Regions from separate parts of the Mus musculus genome. Here region 1 is linked to region 2. Evidence: chromatin contacts called from public Hi-C data. All regions are on one chromosome and are shown on one strand. The core of a region is the stretch at or near the end of the contact, and the rest is flanking DNA. Distances in the headings are between cores, read along the strand shown. Region 1 overlaps Gnao1 (guanine nucleotide binding protein, alpha O). Region 2 overlaps Gm26843 (a long non-coding RNA gene).

The links. Hi-C and Micro-C count contacts between places; a contact is called where the count stands out from the background.
Region 1: a Hi-C map of cerebral cortex shows a contact between it and region 2, with 2.7 times the contacts expected there. The contact joins two enhancer-like sites. A contact is called at or near these places in 1 of 15 datasets of contacts at CTCF or cohesin (large pre-B cells), 2 of 484 Hi-C or Micro-C datasets (the N1E-115 cell line and cerebral cortex), 3 of 115 datasets of contacts at active chromatin or transcription factors (embryonic basal ganglia, heart atrium and neural progenitor cells) and 2 of 9 other capture datasets (adipose tissue and pancreatic islet).

What each region holds. Positions count from the first base shown.
Region 1 is chr8:93,885,762-93,891,120 of GRCm38.p6, forward strand. All of the region lies in intron 2 of Gnao1 (guanine nucleotide binding protein, alpha O), which reads left to right. Among named protein-coding and RNA genes, the nearest start is that of 4930488L21Rik, 75 kb to the left of the region's middle. Within about 2 kb of position 3,505, at least 78 of the 459 cell types and tissues checked have an H3K27ac peak or open chromatin away from gene starts, as enhancers often do. A contact at or near this core is called in cerebral cortex, where this site is marked.
Region 2 is chr8:93,659,995-93,664,937 of GRCm38.p6, forward strand. The region is part of intron 3 of Gm26843 (a long non-coding RNA gene); the gene reads right to left. Among named protein-coding and RNA genes, the nearest start is that of Gm30606, 58 kb to the right of the region's middle. Within about 2 kb of position 1,942, at least 41 of the 459 cell types and tissues checked have an H3K27ac peak or open chromatin away from gene starts, as enhancers often do. A contact at or near this core is called in cerebral cortex, where this site is marked.

The sequences.
Region 1 (5,359 bases), core at 2,255-4,754, 230 kb after region 2:
TGTACCCTGGGGTCTGATTGGCTTCTCTCATTAATCCTTACTCTCAGTGGTCCCTGAAGCTACATCCACCCCCACTGTCCTTGAGGGAAAGCAGATACAATGACACTGTCTTATGAAGCCTGCAAAATGGTTCATTCAGTAAAGTGCTTGCCGCACAAGCATGAGGATTGGAGTTCAAATCCCAGCTACCCACATACAGTGGCACATGCTTTTAATCCCAGTGCCTAGGTGATGGAACAGACAGATCCTTAACTAGCCAGCTAGTTTACTTGCTTGGTAAGCTCCAGGTTCTGTAAGAGACTCTGTCTCAAGAAAAAAAAAACAAAAAAGCCAAGATGGAGGAGAAAAGACGACTTTCCTGTGACCTCTGACCTACACACACACATGTGCAGCACATGTATGTGTGTGTACTAACCAAAACCAGTCACAGTACGGACATTCAAAAGGGACGAGAGAGATGGGGTCTTAGGTGGAGCAACTCCTCCTCCCTGATAGTGTGTCCCGTCTGCTGTGCCCTGCAATTTGTGATGTTTTCCCACACTGAGTCAGCTTGTTCCTACACATTCCTCCTGAGAGTCCACAGGGTCCTTCCATAGCAAAGAACGTTAGAACTAGACTCCCGATAGACTTCCTGATGAACTGATCCCACCTGGAGCATTTGGCATACATCCCTCCAACACCCAGAGACCTCACATCTGCACACATCTGGAGTGTTACTCCCAGCCCAGCCAGCTCCAGATCCTGTCAGCACTGTGCCAAGTAGTGGCCCTACCCAGGGTGTGAACCTTCTGGTTGTTCTTTCCCCTTACCCTTCTGTTCTGAAATTTCTGTTCATCTTCTACCTCCCACTAGATTAAGTACAAGGACTGTGCCTGTTAGCTTACTCTTTTTTTTTTCTGTTCGCTTACTCTTGAATCCTCAATGTTGATATCTTATCTGGCACACAGTAGGGATTCAGACAATCCATGAAAGTAACTTAGGGGAGGAACTAAAGGACGTGCGTACAGACCATCTTGCTGCCCAAAAACCTTGGACCTGTCAAGGTGAGAGAGTCTTTCTGTTTTGCAGATGGGCCCATGTTTTTCTCACCTGGGATCTCCCATCATCCTCAGCTCCAGGGCCATCAGAGACCTGTGGCACAACAGAAAGGCCTCTGAGGATTTTGTCCCTGCTCTGTCACATGCCAACTTGGTCCCTATGGGCATGGATTTATCTAAGTCACAGTTTCCCATATGTGGCCTTGGAGCAGATCCCTTTCTGTGGCCCAGGCGGAGGGCATCGCGGTGAAAACATGAACTGTCTTTATAAGGGTTTAGACTGACTCCTGACACTACATACAAAGACAGGAGGCCAGGAATGTCTGTAGGAGAGGAGCCCTGTGGGACGGGGAAGAAGGCCAACTGGAAACATAGGGGAAAGTATTCACAAAGATATTTGTTTCGGGACCAGGAAGTAAAAATGCATTCCCCTTTGTCTTGCTGGCCTGGACGAGATCATGTGGCCACTCTTAGCTGCAAAGGAGGCAGGCAAATAGCTCTCTGCGGGTTAGGACAGTGGCTGTTACGTGGCAGCTCTCATAGCTTTTACTTACGCCTATCCTCTGCCCTTGGAAGAGGCCACTTTTTACACTATTTCCTAAATGTTTTCATCATCAGCCTTATATTTTGACGTCTAGCCTGAGTCCCCAGAAGGCAGGGAACTGGCCCCGTGGGCCTGGCAGTGTGCGGTAGGGCCTCATATCAAGCCAAGCCCAAACAAACCAGGTCCGGAGAGCCCTGCTGACAACGCTTTACCCTTCTAACCTTGTCTCCTCAACATGGTCACAGTGTTAAACATAATGTATCTGGTTCCCATCGAAAATAATGTGTTGCAGGTCAGCGAGGTGATCCGGGGTAAAGGCTCTTGCTGCACAGGCTTGGAGGACTCAATCAGTCCCTAGACCCATAAGGGTGGAAGGAAGGACTGACTCCCTTAAGTTGTTCTGACCTCTGCATGTGTGCTGTGGTGTGTGTTCCCTCCCATGTGCCAATAATAATAATAATTATCATAATTATTAATAACAATCTCTAAAAAATTAAACAATAAAACCATGTGCACATTTTGAGAATGAAGCAAACGGAAAGAAGACAATAGCAAGTCACTGACCACTACCACCGAAAGTGATGACTGTTGCGTTCTGTTGCTCCAGCCTATCCATCCTCCCCCTCTCCACAGCATCCATGCCCACTCCCCTAACTTACACCTACAGTGTTATTAGTGTGGCTGCACAGGACACCCACTGCACCATACCTAGTCGTATTTTCGTCTTAGTGTTTTAATGGGCTCTGTGGAGCCCCTGTGTGCTAGGGGCTTCCTGTTCAGTGTCTAGTTACACTTGTGTTCTGTGAGGCCAGGATTGTCACTGGCCACCTAGTAGGTCCACAGCTCCAGAGTTATAGTCACACTGTTGATTGGGTCAATCAAGCCTATGGTGACTGGAAACCGTTATCATGTATCCCTGAAGCAAAACTGTTCCCAGACAAATGTCTGCTGAGGTTGTGTTCCTGCTCAGACACACCCGAGTATCATTAAGATGACTCAGCCTATATGATCTCCCAGGATGTCCATTTGATAAACAGGCAGAGTCCCCACTGCAGCCCATCCCCCTCCCCAACTGGCGTTTCTCAGCCTTTTCTTGTCTTCTTCCTGGCAGGTGGAGATTCTCCAGAGATCACCTCTGTGAGTTACTCTCTCATGACTGTGACCAGTGTCAGACAAGAGACAGTTTTAAAGGAGGAAGGCTTGGTTTCTTTTGCTTCCTTGAGGGCAGTGCAGTTCATCAGGGTGAGGAAGGCAGGCCTGGGGAAGTGCCTTGATCCTCGGTGGCCAACCAGGAAGCAGAGGCAGAGGCATGGTGAAGCTCTGCTGGTGTTCATCTGTCTTCCTTTTTAATTGGTGCAGGACCCCAGCTCATGAGACGTTATCTCCTCAGCAAACCTGCTAGGGAATGCCCTTACAGATACACTCAAAGATGCACCTCATAGGCGCCGCCTCTTAGGACCAACCTCATGTCCTTTTCCTCTGGAGGATAGAAACAAGACGACCTCTGTGTACTAAACGTACCAGCAGTCGCTCCGGCTAGTGCCCTCTGGGCCCTGAACACAAAACAATGGGAACAGTTGACAGCCAGCAGTTATGGGAAGTCACCCCATTGCACAGCTAGTGCCTGGCACCACCACCCCCAAACCCCCACCCTCCAGTCTAAATCATTCAAGCTTGTAGCAGAGGATGGTGAGGCCGGGGAAGGGGGTGGGGAGCCAACTCCAGTAATGAGTTAATCACAGCTTTTGATCAGGTTCTCACAAACCTCCACACATGGAGGGAAAAACCTGTGCTGATACATTTGTCACAGTCTCAAAAGGGGCCTGTGATTCAAGAAAGGCTGCCAGGCCAGATGAGTGTGTGAGGTCCCTTCCTGCTTCCAAGCCTGTGGCTCTGTGACCATATAAGGCCTCTGTGCCCAGCAGTCTTCCTGCAGCTAAAAGCAGCCCCGCCCTAGAGAAGGGGCTGAAAGCAATGAGAGCCAGGTCTGGGCCTCCCACAGCATCTCCAAGGCAGCAAAGAGAGTCGGGGGAAGGGGTCAAGGGCTCATCATTGATTGCCTCTTCCTGGAAATTGGTCACCTGCTGTGGTCAGCTCCTGTCACCGTTCCTGTCCCTCAAGATCAACCACTTAGCAGTGTTGTGAGGAGCCTGAGTGCAGCGGGCAGCTTTGGTCCACAGTGGAATACTCAGGCTGCAGTCAACCTCGTCTGCTCAAACTCCTCCTTCCCCTGGCTCTTCTGGCTTTGTGACCCAGAACAGCCCCTCAGGGTCCTGGATTTTAAGGTGGACACTGTGAGAAATAACTTGACCTCCATTTGATTTCACCCAATACACACAGGCACACAAGCAGACTTGCCTGTGAACTCCTTGGTGGGACATATCTTGTACATCTAAGTACACACAGCTCAAGGAGAGATGTTTCCACCTTCAATGTCCCTGTGCCAGGAATTCTGGGAAGGAGTGGACAGGTGGATGAAACAAGATATCAGCAGCCAGCCAGGGTAGAAAAGAGTCAACCAGCAAATATGCCAAGAGGTGGTCTCAAATTATTGTTATCAAATATAGAACATTTTAATCATGACTTGGATGAGTGACTGAAGCTCAAGTCATGTTAGATTATGCAAAAACTAAGGAATGCTGTGGCTTGTATCAGTCAGAGGGGTCGGGATAGCTTTTGCTTCAGGCATGGGTGGTTTTAGGGACTCACACGACATCACTGGGACTTGATTCTGTTCATTCACTCAGCAGTTCCATCAAAGGCCTCTGCAGTACATGGGACTACTGGCTGTTGCTACAAGCCTTGTGGAGCTTTTCTTCTGCTTTCCAAACCCTAATCTCACTACCTCCAGGACGCAGGCCTGAGCCATCATGGGACAGAACTCCCCTGGGGTGTACCCCTGAGGACTTGGAGGGGCCCCGCTTTCCTTTCCAGGACCTCAGAACATCAGACAGGCATTGCAGTTGTGTGCACATGCATATGCATACCATGTATATGTATGCACACTGGGGCCTCTGGAACCTGGAGGTGAGGGCCTGGGGTTGGGAAAGCAGCCCAGCTTCTCACCCTCTGCCCATAGGTCACAAACAGGACCTGAGATGCCAGTCACCAGCAGTATGACCCCCACCCCCACCCCCGGGAAGTGATCTAACCTTCTCTGTAAAGAGGCAGGCGCTGGTGATTTTTATCAGGGCCTGGGGCTGCTTTACAGAGTAGAAGCAATGCAGCAGGTGGAACATTTAGCATTAAGTGGCAACCCTCACAGTCGGGCTGCCTCTGGGCCAGAAGTGAGAGAAACTGCACCGGGAGGTTGACTTTAGAATGAGACCACGACTCCTACTGGCCGCCATTTGGAGTGTCTTCCCTGTGATCTTCCTTTTTCTCTTGGGTTTTTGTTTTTGTATTTTGGAAACAGGGTCTCTTGTAATCCAGGCTGGCCTTGAATTCCTGATCCTCATGCCCCCATCAGTCTGGCTTGCTCAGCCACACCCATCTTATTTCTCAGAACAATTTACTAATGAGGAAACAAGACTGCTTAGTGAAGTCATTTCTCAGGGATGACACGGTTAGACCCTCCGCAGCAGAGGCGGTATGGGAGCAGCCTGGCTGTCACTGGAATGATGTGAGGAGATAGAAGATAAGGGGACCTTATATAATATTCGCAAAGATGTCAGCCTGAACTCTGAAAGAGGGAGAGGAGGAGGATGGTGTGAACAAGACAAGCCTGGCACTGCAGACCCTTTCCCTGCTGTCTTGTGTGGACTCCATATTCTTGTCC
Region 2 (4,943 bases), core at 692-3,191:
ACTGAAAATCTCCAGTTCCAGATTACAGCAGCTAGGTATGACTAGTCGCTATTCTATTAGACAGTGAGGTCAGAGTACTGTCCCAGTGTAGGCTTTTCTGTCAGACAGTGCTGGGCTTGAACATGGCGCGTGGGGGGCAGAGGGGCATGCTTCAGTGTGTGAAGACCCCACCACTTGCTGGCATCATCTGCCTCATTGACCTCATCCGTTAAAATGTGTGTGTCTATGAAGGAGTTAGTAGCGTTTTTACCTGGGGCTGCAGGTGGAAGCCATTGCGCTGTGGGGAGCACAGCCCGAGCAGAGCCTGGGATGGGAGGAGCTATGGTCCTGAACAACCAGCGTTTGAAAACAGAGTAGCAAAGTGGGAGAAGAAATAGCAACTCCCGAAGGAAAAAAAAATACGGACTGTTTTAATCTCCACTGTGCCTTAACAAGCTGTATTTTTTCGGCTAAAAAATTAACTTCTGCCATGCAGATCCCACCAACCACACCTTGGGCCATTCTCTCTTTGTTCTCTATACTCCAGCTATATTGGGTTTCTTGGGTCACTGAATGTCCCAAACAACTCATTTCTTCGGGACCTTCACAATACCTCTCTGCCCTGACTACTCTGCACCTGGTGCTAGGCCAACTCCGCAAAGCCTGTGGATTCCAGGCAAGTGTCTCTTGAAGCCTTGGCTAGACAAAGCCCCGCCCTTAGAGTCCACAGTGCCTGGTCCCAGTCCGTGGCACTCGACACAGGATACAGTCTCTATATACTCAAATGGGCAGTGTTCTGTGTGTCTCTCTTCCCTGCTTGGCTATGCGCTTCCTGGGCACCAAAACCAGATGTGCTTTGGCCACTACTGTATTCCCTGGGCTAACAGAAAGCCTGACACAGAAGGAACACCAAAGCGGACACCTATTGCCGAAGGTCGGGTGGCTCTTCTGAATTCAACTTCAGCAGCATCAAAATGGAAGCAGCAATAACTGTTGCCCTAACTTTATAGATTAGGATAGCTTATTTTAAACTTGAGACCAAAAATTCATAAACATTTTTATCATATAAAGAAAAATGTTAGTTAAGTAAGTCTCTGCCATGAGGCTCCCTGGTGACCCCATTAAAAAGAGACATATCTTAGATCTCAGAGTCAGCCATAAGCTGGGGCCTCCGAGATATCGGGAATGAGACTCAAGGAACTGCAATAAGCTTTGCCCTCGTATCACCCAGTTAATTACTGAATGCCTTGTTTGTTGCTACTTTGAAGTTTAATTTGTTTTCATCTAACGCCTGATGAATTTCATTCCAACCGGAGGAACATTTTCTGTCTTAGCGAATCACCTCCAAATCAATCAAAAGGCAACAAACTTGCCAGGCCTTCCCTTCCCCATCTCTTAAATGAGAATAATTACCATTCTACGTAACACACAGGTTTATAAAGATCATGTGAGGTGACTCATGGGAATTCAGCCAACAAATCCTGCAAGGCGCGCGCGGGGGGGGGGGGGTTGGGGGGGACACGACCTCTTTCAGGAAAGTAGTCTTCTGGCTTCTTCTCCCAAATCTCTGTGCCTACAAATGAGAACTAGCCCAAGGCAAGAGGGAGCTTTACCTTTAAGAAGCATTCTGATATTCTGAGCTTTGACCCCCCAGTAAAGCCAGAAAGATAAAAGATAGAATTGCCAGAACTTTCAGCCTCTTCAGACTGGGCCTGGGGGGGGGGGGGGGGGGGCGGGGCAATGGCTGACTTTACTCACAATTGAGCCCCGGAGCACCAGGTGCTCCTGCCCTACCTAGCCTGCCGCTAAGAATGTCAAAGATGTCGGGGAGGGGGCGGGGTGTGACCTCAAGAGACACAGATCAGCTGGTGTGCAGCTTTTTACTCAGTACCCACCTCCACCCTGGCCAAGGGGAAGCTGCCAAGGAGCAGATTCACCTCCGTACAGCAGAGGGCAGTGGTGAGCTCATCTCGACCCATACCTAGCGCGGAGGGGAGGTTCTGCTGGGTGTGTTCAGAGCTCAGGAGCCTGGATCTGAGCTGAGCCCTCCTGCCCGTCCTCCTTCTCCCCAGACGCCGTGATCCCTTCACCCCAATTTAAATATTTACGCACACAGGCATGGAGACGCGGGGAGGCACATGCCGCCATATATTATTGTTAATAGAGTCGCTGTTGGCTCTCTCATGCAGACGCAACATAATAGCAAGCGTTGTCCAACGTAATCCCCATGAATTACTTATACCATTTAGCATCTAAATTGACCACTTCCTGTTTCTCCAAAATAAGACTGTTGCTTAAAGTTAGGGGGCCATGAGTCCATTTCACCAGGCACTTGGAGAGTCAGTGTGATTCAGTGAAGTATTCTGTTCTAGGCCCAACTCTGACACCGGCTGATGATGCTTGGGGCTTGTTGCTTTTAACCATGTGCTCCAGTTGCCTCTAACTCCTCCCTCCCCAAAAGAAAACATGGACTCTGGCCTCAGCATTCTGTTCATACTTTAGCCTCTGTGGCTGTGGGTTTCTCAGCCTCCTTCGTCATTCAGCGACAGGCAGGGGGGGGGGGGGTGTCCTGTCCCACTTCTAGTCCAGTGAGACCGAGGTGCTGCAGGGTAGGAACTTGGCAGAGCTAAGAGCTCGCTTCTTTCCTTTCTTCAGCCAGTGCTTAAATGAGTAATGGCACCTCGGTGGTCCAGGGCACCGTTTTAAGGTATGTGGGTTTATTTGACTAAATTAGAATGAGGAAACAGGTCAAAAATGAAGTCGGATGATGACTTGAAAGGAAACTGGATTCCTTCGGTCTTTTTTACCTCTGGTAGGTAGGATCCCAAAGGAGCCAGAGTGTCCAGAGGGATCTACAGCTGGGATATTAAACCTGCAGTTTGGCTGCAGGAAATAGGTTTAAGAGGGATGGGCTAGGGAAACAGCCAAATTATGAGGTTGATGACATTTCTGCTCTGTGTTTCTCCTCCCCATCCAGGGCACCTTCACGACCCATTTTCAGGGCAGCTATCCAATGGCTTCGTGGCAGACAGTCCCTCCTGACCACTCCCAGGCTCCTCAACCCCGCCCCCACAAAACTGCCCTGGTTTACTCCAGATCTCCACTTGATTGCAATGTAGGGGAATGCCTTTGGGTCCCTAAAAGACACTTTGTCTCAACAAATTAGGTGTTACTATCTATAAGGGCCAGTCCTGTGCTAGGAAACACTAGGTCATGGCCCTGCCCTTCAGCAGAGGAGTAGAGTGTGTGCCTTCCTGTGTTTGCTTCCTGGCTGTTCTTTACCTCCAGTAGGGGATCTGACCATTTTGGGTAGACTTGAGATTCAAGTTGGATGTAGGCCCTGCCCTTCAAAAGTCCCACACTGGTCCTGAGGAAACACTCACTGCCAAAACCATGGCTGCCCCACCTCCTTTACGCATTGACTTGAGCATCTGCACCCAAAAGCTCTGCACATCTTGTCCACATTCTATCTCGGGGCTCAAATGCCCTACTTATTGATAATGCATCTGAAAGTCTGTTTTCTTCCCTCTCCAAGAGAATTATGTAAACTCTCCTCAATGGAACCCTTTCCAAGAGAATTGGCCAATCCGTTGACTTATTAAAATTAACAACATGGTAAGGGAAGACACTTGGACTTCACAGGGGATAATCAGAAAATTAACCCTTTACAGGTTTTTTTTTTTTTTTTTTAATGTTCAAAGTACAGTGTCCTAGTGGGACAGAACAGGGATACACTCCTATATGGTACAACTACAGTTCCCCTCTACCCACACAATAGGACTCCATATTCCATTGTTGCTAGAAGTTCTAGATTTTTACCTCTTTGTTTGTTGTTAGGCAAGGCCTTACTATGTGGCCCAGGCTGCCCTTGAGGTCACCATCCTGCTGCCTCAACTCTCAAGTCGGGAGTCTACAGGTATACACAGCAATGCCTGCCTAAAGATGATTCCACCTAACAGAGCCATTGGTCTGGGGATTACCACGGTGGCCATTCTAAGTAAGCTTGACCTCGGCTAGGGTACTGGCAGCCATTCCCAGTGGCTCTGATCCATACATGTTAGCTGGGAAGAACAGGGGTGCCAGGTCTGTCACCAGAGCATTATATAGCAATATGAGCAGACATCCTTAGAATAGATTCTGGTCTCAGCTCTGCTAACTCAATAACCAGAGCCAAAGACATTCCCTTCTCCAAGGCTCAATTGCTTTTGACCTTGCCTTGGACGCTGACTACTGTGTAACTAGAATTTAATGAAGCAAGATTAAGGCTGTGAAGCAAACTCCTCTTAAGCCAATACTCTCACCATAATAACTACCCTTGGCTTTATTTCAGGTCTGTTCTGTATATAAAATGCAAAACCTTTGTTTAAAGATCTATTTTCATTTCATGTGTATGAAATGAAAAATGTTCATTTTGCTAACATACATGTATATGTACCACATATGTGCCTAGTGACCTCAAAGTCCAGAAGAGGGTGTCAGATCCTCCGGAATGAGTCACAGGTGGCTGTGAGGCCACATGGGTGCTGAAAACTGAGCCTCGATCCTTCCAAGCAGAACACGTGCTCTTACTTCTGAGCCATCCCTCCAGCTTGTTATCATTTAAAACAAGTTACACAATGGTGCAGATAAATGGTGCCTGGGTTGTATTTTGTTTTCAGTGCCTTAACTTAGCAAAATAAAAAGTTGGCAATAAATACGTGAATAAACGAACAAACAAACAGCAATTTTGTCAGTCCTAAAGGATCTTTTGCAATGATCTGCTCTGAAACAACTAAATGTTGAGGACCCTCTGGGTCGAATGACCTCTGGGCCCCTGATGGCAAGGATGCTCAGTATCAGGTTGTCATAGCTGCAGGTGTTCATGGCATCACTGCCTTTACTGAGGAAAGGAGTAGTTGACTGTCAGGTTTTCAGTCTTGTTTGGTTTGGTTTGGTTTTCTGGTTCTCTACTACGGCTACACCTA